Regions from separate parts of the Mus musculus genome. Here region 1 is linked to region 2. The links are chromatin contacts, called in public HiChIP or PLAC-seq maps. All regions are on one chromosome and are shown on one strand. Each heading gives the region's core, a stretch centred on a gene start, on an enhancer-like site or on the middle of the called end of the contact. The rest is flanking DNA. Distances are from core to core; before and after follow the strand shown.

Region 1 (5,041 bases), core at 1,875-4,374, 750 kb before region 2:
TAATTGACTTCTGGTGGAAAATTGTTGCTTTACATTGAGGGTTTAATTCTGTATTTTTTTTTTTTTTTTTTTTTTTTTTTGGTTTTTCGAGACAGGGTTTCTCTGTGTAGCCCTGGCTGTCCTGGAGCTCACTTTGTAGACCAGGCTGACCTCGAACTCAGAAATCCACCTGCCTCTGCCTCTGCCTCCCGAGTGCTGGGATTAAAGGCGTGCGCCACCACGCCCGGCAGCTCCTTAACGTGTTGCTAGTCTGTCAAGAGGGGGCCTCAGTTCAGGGTAGTGGCACAGACACCAGTCCCTTATGCAGAGGCAGGTAGATCTTTGTGATGTAAAGGCCAGCCTAGTCTACAAAGTGAGATGCTGCCAAAAAGAAGAAGAAGAAGAAGAAGAAGAAGAAGAAGAAGAAGAAGAAGAAGAAGAAGAAGAAGTAGTAGTAGTAGTAGTAGTAGTAGTAGTAGTAGTAGTAGTATCTGAATAAATACTTCCTCCTGAAACAATTGGATCCTATATAGTCTATACTCCAAGTTTTTACAATTATGTCCAATACCTGATCCTGGTAACCTCCATGAACACAACCTATAATTCCAATTCCTCACTTCCCACTTTGAGAAAGTAAGTTCACTGAGCGAACTCCTCTGACAGACGAACTCCATACATTACTAACTCATCTGGAAAGGTATTTTGGAGGTAAGCATACCACAGGGTAAGTCCCTTCCCTATTTAACTCTTAGAGGTGAGGTTGGGGTTAGACTTAGGTAAGACTAGTTAATAAAATTTTTTTGAGTGTGTCTTGAGTGTTATATCTTTTCCAGACTTGCATTGACAGCCCCACTCATTCCCCATAGCCCATTGTCTTCAAAATAAAAGGGCTAATTGTTGGAGAGAAGGCATGTTACAGAAATCAAGAGCATGGTTTCCTGGTTTCAGCCATACATATGAGTTTGCATTCCCAAGCAGTGGCACTTCTGGGCTGAGCTCACGGTTTCATCAGCAGGAGAGGAGCAGCACCTGGTTCACAGGACACATACACCAGCCCAGCCAAGTAGGAAGCCATCATCCTTATACAATATTGGCATGGCTATATTGAATTTCTGATATGCTATTTGTTTAGATCTGGTATATTGGCTTTACAGTACAGCATATACTCTATCTCTATTTATTTATTTAGAAATAAAGTACAAAAAGGGTTTGGTGACATAATTTGCCTATTAAGAAAAGGCTAAATAAAATTAAAAGTATATTTAAAAAAAAAAGAAAGAAAAGGCTACAGTTCCCACATCAGGCTTGAATGAAAGCATATGATAAATGTTGAGGCATATTTTCTATAAGCCAAGTCATTCTAAACAAATCCTTAAATTCACTCACTATCTAGCATAGTTCTGTTTATTTATTTCCCTCTGTCTTTCCCTCACTGCTAATTGCTTTTTCCTGGCAGCAAGAAATTTATATGCCCCACTTTGCCTAAATATTCCAGTTTCTGTAGAATGAAAACACTAGCTTTCCTATGAGTCCTCCAATACCTATGAGGAAGAACATGGGATGGGCCATGGATAGAGTTTCAGTTCCAATTTTACATCATCTGGCTATTGTCAGTTCAAGTTTATTTCAATGGAAGAATCTGAAGCACTTCTGAAGTTAACATTTATGAGCTCAAATGGACAAAGAAGGAGAGTTAATTCGATGGATTTGAAATGCTCTGTGGACATAATTTAGAACCACAGTCTGTATGCTATTTCTTAGCTGACTTACAGGATGAAAACAACAGTTTAAACTTTTCAAGTTTAATTTGCATCTATTTAAACATTTTATTATTTTAGCATCCATGTACTGTTCCTTGAGTAGGACAACTCTTACATAGTTTAAGGCAAAGGTAATTAACATAGCGCCTCAGCCAGCTTCCCACTGAGGTTAAGTCAAGCTTAGCCTAATTAAGGTTTAGACAATCTGGCCTGTACTATATTCAAACAGCAGATATTATTTTGTTAGAGCTGCAAGTTTGACATTTTTAATCAGTTTCAAATAAAGGCATAAATAGAAAATAGAAAAGACACTACGTTGCATGACTGGAGAAAGGGAAGGATGAAGTACTTAGAGAGTCCTCAGAGCACGGGGGTATTCCATTCACACAGAGACTATCGAATGCAGCCTCCACATACATTAGTAAGGAAATGTCACTGTTACAGTTAATTAAAAGGCAAATATGGAGCCACACCTATTCAAAAGTCACATGATCAAGCCTGATGTGCCCAGATGTTGGTTAAAGCTCTGATTCTTCACTGGAGGGATGCATATCCACATACAGCGCCAGTTGCAGGCATGACCATGGTCTTCTAGTAAATGTTCTATCTCACCAGCCCAAAGGGTTAAAGGGTTACTTACATAATTATCTGCTTCCTGTAAAAATGATGCTCTGTTCGTTCCAGACAAGGAACATTGTCTGAACATTAAAATTTTCAGCAATCAGTATAAGCTGTGTATTCAGAGTCCTAAGAAAAATACTTTCAGAATAGAATGTCCCCTTGTGCTTGCTCCTCACGTAGAACCAGAATCACCCATGTTCTCTTCTTCCATCAGTGAGAATTTTTTACTTACTGTACAATATCTAAGAGCTCTCCTTCCCAAAGTCAAAGCTCTGACAGCACCACCATTCTGTTACTACAAGAGAACTCTCCCAACGATGGACTGGATAGTAAACTCTACTTTCTGGAGTCTCAAGGAGTGCCACCTTTCTCAAACTTCCAGGTAAGTCTTGGAGTAGAATGTTTCTATATCATCTTGAACAGCTTAGGATCTGGTGTGGCCTCACCCTGAGATAAAGAATAAGCCTGGGATATTCAGTGCATATTTTGAATGACCTGGAAGCAAGCCCAAGTAAAAGAGGACCTTGTGTATCTTTCCTTCTGTGATGGCATGGTATAGGTCTCCTGTTCCAAGAGTGGCCTCAATAAACAGCTAAACATAATGACCAAAAATTTCTGTCAGAAAGAGCTTTTCATGCCAAAAACCGCAATCACTATTTTTGGCAGTCTTCCACATTCATATGGGCAACAGTAAATAGCATGACTCAGGAGATTAACTCTTGCTTACCTGGGTCAGAGTTTACAAATACTCTGGCAGCCACTTCAAAAGGTAGTATGGAAAGTAACTACAATGGAAGGTTCTTTTACCACAGCACATGGTATGCAGAGCTATATTCCATGCTGTGACAGTCATCTACACGCCGCTCTGCAATCAGTTCACCTTCTACAACTCTCTTTCCTCCCCTGATATTTCCAGTTAACCTTGCTGGGACCCGTGTCCACGCTTTTACATCCCCACACGCATCCACATCTGATGCGTGATGAGTTAACCACTAGTCTGGGTTTATTGACTCATCTGCAGCGAATTTCTCCCACAACTGTGACTTAGTAGGGCAAGTGTAGAGCTGGCTTTATTTCTCCACAGTGCATCCAAGGAGATTTCTACTTAGCTGTTGGGTGGTGGTACCTGTTCCTTATAAGTATGCCATAATACCTGTTGATACCTTTTGTTATAATTACGGTTTCTATTGATGTCATTAAACAACTTCATCAAAAGCAACTTGGAGAATAAGGGATTCGTTTCAGCTTACATGTTTGAATCACAATCCATCATGAAGGTAAAATGGGGCAGGAGCCAAGCCAAGAACTAAGAGACAGCGAGTGAAGCAGGAGCCATTGAGGAATGTAGCTTACTGGTCCTGCTCCCCATTCCACACCCAGCCAGCTTTATTATATAACCCCCGATGGACTGCCCAGGAAGAGCATTGCCACAGTGAGCTGTGCCCTCCAACACCAATCACTAATCAAAAAAGTGCACTACAGCCTTGCCTACAGGCAATCTGACAGAAGAATATTCTCATCCAAAATTGCCCTCTTTGCAAATGCCTCTAGACTTTATCAAGCTGATACAGAACTGACCAGGACATCTTCCTTTTGTATGCTTTATACTAGCTAACAGATGTTCACACACTGAAGGTTTTCATTTCTCTGTGCATAGTCCACTTCTGACCTCAAATTACCCTCAATGTACATAATTCCAGTCCATGTGAATGTCCTTTGTAAAAGACTAATCAAAGCCTGTCTAGTCAGGTTTGGACTAAAGTTAAAATATGCAATTGCTCAGACCAAAGTACACCGCACCTCAGTTACACCATTACTCTCTTGTTAAGTCTCTTTCCAATTTCCTACATGGACTCCTAAGGAGTGGACCTTTGAAGGGTATTTAACTTGACCCCTGGTTCGGGTCCCATTTGTGCTTCCTGGTCCTCTATAGTGAGGGGCTTCCTCCACAGGATCTTACCATTACGAACACCTCCATGAACTCTCCCACGCCTTCACTGTCATGATGGTCTGAAATCGTCTGGGGCCATGGCCACAGAGAATTCTTTACTTGTTCCTTAAGCTAATATTGTCCCAGCAATGCAGAACTACCTAATACAACTCCCAAGCTCCTTGCCTGTTGAGGAGCGTATCCACTTAACTTCTTGAAATCTCCATCTAGAACTATAGTAGGCAAGTCAGACTTGACATGAGCTGTCAGGAACACCTGCTTTACCAGGAAACTGTTATACTTCTAGATAGCCACCTTGTGGCTGGGCTAAGAACCTGTGAACATCTCATATTTCCTTGACCATAATCTTTGTTGTTGTTATCAAATCTATTTAGCAACTATTTTGTAGAATAGTCGAGAAAGCCAGTGAGATGGTTCAGAGGGTAGCCATGCTTATTGTCAAGTCTGACAACCTGAATTGAATCCTGGGACTCATAGTGTAGAAGGAGAAAACTGACTCTAGCAACTTGTTCTCTGACCACCACATTTGTATATGTGCATGCATAAGCATGTGTGTGTGTGCGCACACACACACACACACACACACACACACACACACACACAGAAATGTAGTAAAAAATTTTTCTTGAAAAAAGGTTATTTAGTGTTATGTATATTAGGCATTGTTTTACTAGGATTCAGTGATATACAATTTTTTTTGTTGTTTTGTTCCCCAGAGACATACTTTATA
Region 2 (5,018 bases), core at 649-3,148:
GTGACAAGGTACTCTTGGATGGTTTTGTTAAGGCTTAATGCCAACATGTACAGACCCACAGAAGCCTGTAAGAGTTGAATGTGCAACAGACCCATCACCCATATAGTGAGAACTGTGGCAAACAAAATGAAATGAAGAACTCAGTCTAGAAGGAGATAATTTCATGATAGTGTTTTATATGTTCTTATTTGTAAAATACTATTTTAAAATACTAAGGCATACAATAATAGAATGGCATTAGGAAGCCAAGAAAGCAAAGTTTTAAGCAGAACAGTATTGTACAAAAAAAGTTCAAGAAGTTCAAATCCAAGAAAATATATATATACACATAAAAGAAAAAACAGTAACACAGTTCTGGTACACTGAAGTAATTCTATATAATCAGAATGCTTATTAAGTTTAAGAAAGTAGAACAAGGATGGTATGTATGGAGGTTCACAGACATATGCCAAATTAACATCTGATCTCTCTCTGTGTCCCCACAGCCTGTCTCTCCTTTTTCTACCACTGAGCCTCAAGCTACAATTTTATTGATTCTCTGAGAACTCTAACACAGTTCTTTTTGAGGATCAACAAGTGTTTTCAGAAATTTCCTGTTGTCCACGGACGTGACTGTTGGCCCCCTATAGCTCCTTCCTTTAAGCCCAATGAGCCACTACTCTATTGCTGGCTCTTTGTCTCTGTAATTTAACCTTTTTGAACATGCCCTGAAGCCTTTATCTCCTATTATCATATGTAAAAGTTTGACGATGTAAAAGCTAGGCATACATATTTTATTTGGTGCAGAGAGATCATATTGGCCATCTAAGAGGATGGTCTTCCAAGATCATGCTGGGGTAGCCTTAAATTATCTTGTTTTCTGATATCTACTGCTTCCTAGGTAAACTCTGTTCTGTTAGAACTGCTCAGAAGAGGCTATGATGGGAGATGACACTTCCTCAAAGCTTTTAGCAAAGTACATACATACTGAACATTTTAAACATGCTCTACAGTCTCTAATTTTCTGCTCTATGGGTTGAATGTGGTCTTGGTGGCTGTGTGCATGAGTCTACACAGAATGCCACATCCATAGATAACATGGATGTTCTTGACCTCAGATTACACTTTCGAGGAACCAGGATGAGGACTTTTCAGAAGAAGGCCTGTGGTCATAAGTTATTGAAACTTTTTACAAAGAAAAATAATGGGCTACAGCACTGGCTGGCATGTAGACTCCAGTAGTCTTGAAACAGATCAGGAGATGAGAAAGAAAGACTTCTTCCTTCTGGGCCAGACCACAATAATGTTTAAGTGGAAAACAAGCAGTGTTCCACACTCACTTCCAGACATGCAGCTTGACTGCAAAACTGACAGTGATCACAGCAGGGGCCCCGAGGACATCTGTTCTAGAACTTCTATTTGTGAACAGTGCTGGTAGAGCTCTCCCCTCCAAGAAACCCTGTCAAGGCTGTGGTTGAGAAGTTCCAAGCCTGACCTTTCAGATATAAGTGGCATCTGATTGGTCTCTGGGCCCTGGAGTGGCCCAGCTCCCATGGTGCTGTTTACCTGGTAGATGGGGTTAGTTTTGCTCTTCATAATGCACAAGCCCCAGCACGTGGCCACTCTCACGATGCTTGCTTTCATTGCTCCACTTTAAAAATGGACACGGAAGACACGAAAAGGACTAGGACCTCATCCAAGAACTTTTCAAAAGAGGCAGTTGTTTTCAAACCCAGGCAGCATGGCCAGATACTCATCTTGATATTATTTGATCAGCATCTAAATTCAGTAAGGACAGTAGAGCAACTGCTGCTCCGCTTAATTCCAATAATTGCTCCAAGAAGTGGAAATAAATTGTGCATGAGATGTTTACATGTTAGTGTGAGTCACTGACTGGTGGGAAGGTATCTCTGGCATTTTGCAACAAATGAGTCATGCTAAAATATCCACCATTTGGCCTTGGAAAAAAAGGGAAACTGCCTATGTACACAAGATTGAGATAATATTTATTTCAACAAAACACTTTGAGACTGTTCATTTTTATACCCAGAGGTTTGGAAACCCCGACATTTGCTTAGCCTAGCTAATGTAATCTATTTTGGTATTAGTGTTCTCCCTTTTTCTAATGAAATTAGTTTTAGGCAAAAGGGCAGTCTATATTAAAGCAAGTGTTTTCACTGTAGTGTTGTTTATCTTAATCAAACTTGTATGCAAACCAGCTCCTGGAATACAAATTCATGTCAAACATGAAGTTTAGGAAAGTTTAGAAGACAAGGTTGATTTTCTCAAGCAACTTTAAATACTAACCTAACATGTTATCATTTTCAGTTGGTGTTTGAGGCCATAGACCACCTCCCCTTCATTCCCATTCATGTCTTACACAGCAGGTTGTAGTGACTGAATCCTACTAAGCACTGCATTGAGGACAAGTTACTTAATATATCTGAATATTTTATATAAACAAATATGTGTCATTGTGTCAGGGTTCTTTTCAGGAGTGGCTCGCTCATTAAAAAAAAAAACTATAGTAAAAACATATGTTCAATGAAGCCTCCACTAAGGCTGGAACTTTGCTGTAGTTTGAATGTAGAGATATTGGCTAATTAAAACCATTAGCAAGTCCAGATTATCAATGTAAAGATGTCTGAAAAAGTTTCAGACTCCAATGCTCTGTTTTCATAAACTTACTCACACTTTCCCAGCTTGCCCTGCCTCAATATAGCAACATGGCATTCTGAAGAAACACATCCCAGACATAGCTAATTTTCCTCCCTTGTATTTGTGCCCCGAGTCTATGGATTTTGGTTCAAAATGAGCCCTGCATCTGGAAATGGCAGAATCAACACGTTTTTTATTTGTTGACTTTGATTTTTTTAAAGACAAATCTTAGGGCTGGAGAGATGGCACCCCATTTCAGAGCACTTTTGTCTTGTAAAGGACAGGTTCCCAGAACCCATATCAGATGGCTCCCAGGCATAGATAAGTCTAGGAGATCTGATGCCTTCTGCCTTCCACAGACACTTACATGTATGTAGTTCACATCTCATATTGGCACAAATACATATACACATAAATAAACAAACAAATATCTTTAAAATAACAAGTGACAGTGGGGTTATTCAGGTACTTTTAAGTTCTTTTTAAATGAAATGTGAAATATGTAGAAAAAACTGCAAAATATTAAGCAATTAAATGTTTCATACAGCTTCCACCAAAATTGTCACTTTTTTATTTTGAACCAGATTCTCATGTATAGCCCTAGCTGACCTGGAAGACTCTATCTAGACCAGGAACATAGAGATCTGAGTACTTCTGTGTGGTGATACAATATTATGAAATAGCTCACATTCTAAGAGACTGGAAGCTTTGCTGGGTCTCACAGTCAGAATTAATAATACCCATTGAGGTCACTTAAGACTGATAGCCTCCTGTACATTCAACTTGCTTGCTTAACCTGACTTTAAGAAAACAATGTAGCAACCAGCCTCATTTGCTTTGGATTTCCTATGTAATCAACATTTAAAACCTAAGCTATACTATAAATGTAATCTTAAATTACATGGTCTTCCATGCCCCTGGCCCAGAAAAATGCATGTGTGTCATTTGCTAAAGGCAGCAGATACAGAGGTTGAGAGCAATCTTCTAAAAATGAATATCCACTGTAAATGTTGAATGCAACATGTAGATACTAGTTGATAAATGATGATATTTGTGATGCTGCTTGTTTTCTGGGTCAGTTGAAACCAGTGACTTAACCTCCAGTGAAATTCTGTTAAACATTTCTGAAAGGGTGCCATTCCTTTATACCATGTGACATTTCTATACTGTTCAATAGAGAACCATTGATGGGCACAGACACACAAAGAGACAGACACAGCGACAGACACATAGACGCAACCGAAAGATTCACAGGAGAGTATTCTCAGGCAAGTACAGATTCAGACTCATAGCAGACAGAAAGAAAACATAAGACACAGGTAACGCAAAGTAGAGAATTCAAATCACTTAGTTAGGTGATTCCAAAGGAAAGTTCTTTTCTTTCCTTAATGTGATTTTCATTGATTTTTTTTTATTGATTTCCATAATGTGACTTGGAGTAAATCACCAATGTGTTTAATCCATGCACCTTTCTGCCTCAGTGCTGGTATCCAAGGCCTGGCCTTACTGAATACACATGGTTCCGTTTGCATGACTGGGATTCAGGCTTGTCCGCTATGCTGCCTCCTTCCTTCTGGGATTCAGGCTTGTCCACTATGCTGCCTCCTTCCTTCCGGCCACTCTGATTCTTGCTTAGGAGTGCAATGGCCTTTTCCAATGGCCTTTTCCTCCCAAGCTCTTTTTCTCTTCTTTCCTCTCTCTTCTTTCTTCTGAGGATGCATGTGTTGTCTTAATCTATTGGGACTACTATAACAAAATGTCATAGACTGGTGGGCTTATAAAACATGAAAATTCACTTCTCACAGTTCTGTAATTGAAAACCCCAAATCAAGACTGTGGGTCTGATGGGGCTTGCTTCTTCATAGACAACCAACTTCCCTCTCCGTGACAGGTGACCTCTTCAGTCTCTTTTATAAGAATGATGAAGGCTTCACCCTCATAACCTACTTACCACTTCTCACAGCATGAGCATCACAGGCTCATGGGTTCAGTATACTATCACAGTCCTTGGAATTCAATGAGCACTGGCAGTCGAGGAAATGAACAAGCCCAGCCCTGATGTTTGCTCCCTGCCATTGGAGGGCTGTCTGATTGGTCATTTACACCAGTTATATCCGGTGATGATGTCACACTATTGACTGGAAAGGAACTTTTCAAGAGAGTCAACATTATAATCATATGAAAACAGATTGCTTTTTATGTCTCTTCTCCTACACTACTTGGGTATCTTTTGGGATATTTTGTACAGATGAGGAAAGGAATAGGGTTTGGCTTTTGTCCTCTAAGTAACAGCCCAAACCAATGGGCATCATGCACATTTCCATCTCAAATATCTAAGGTTGACAATTCAGAGTGCATGCTCAGAGTATTGTTTAGCCATG

The links. HiChIP or PLAC-seq counts read pairs in DNA pulled down with a chosen protein or histone mark.
Region 1: a FOXA1 HiChIP or PLAC-seq map of pancreatic cancer cells shows a contact between it and region 2. The contact joins two enhancer-like sites. A contact is called at or near these places in 1 of 484 Hi-C or Micro-C datasets (granulocyte-monocyte progenitors) and 2 of 115 datasets of contacts at active chromatin or transcription factors (large pre-B cells and pancreatic cancer cells).

What each region holds. Positions count from the first base shown.
Region 1 is chr6:17,870,039-17,875,079 of GRCm38.p6, reverse strand. All of the region lies in intron 9 of St7 (suppression of tumorigenicity 7), which reads right to left. Among named protein-coding and RNA genes, the nearest start is that of Gm52894, 32 kb to the right of the region's middle. Within about 2 kb of position 3,124, at least 13 of the 459 cell types and tissues checked have an H3K27ac peak or open chromatin away from gene starts, as enhancers often do. A contact at or near this core is called in pancreatic cancer cells, where this site is marked.
Region 2 is chr6:17,116,576-17,121,593 of GRCm38.p6, reverse strand. All of the region lies in intron 1 of Gm4876 (predicted gene 4876), which reads left to right. Among named protein-coding and RNA genes, the nearest start is that of Gm4876, 53 kb to the left of the region's middle. Within about 2 kb of position 1,898, at least 28 of the 459 cell types and tissues checked have an H3K27ac peak or open chromatin away from gene starts, as enhancers often do. A contact at or near this core is called in pancreatic cancer cells, where this site is marked.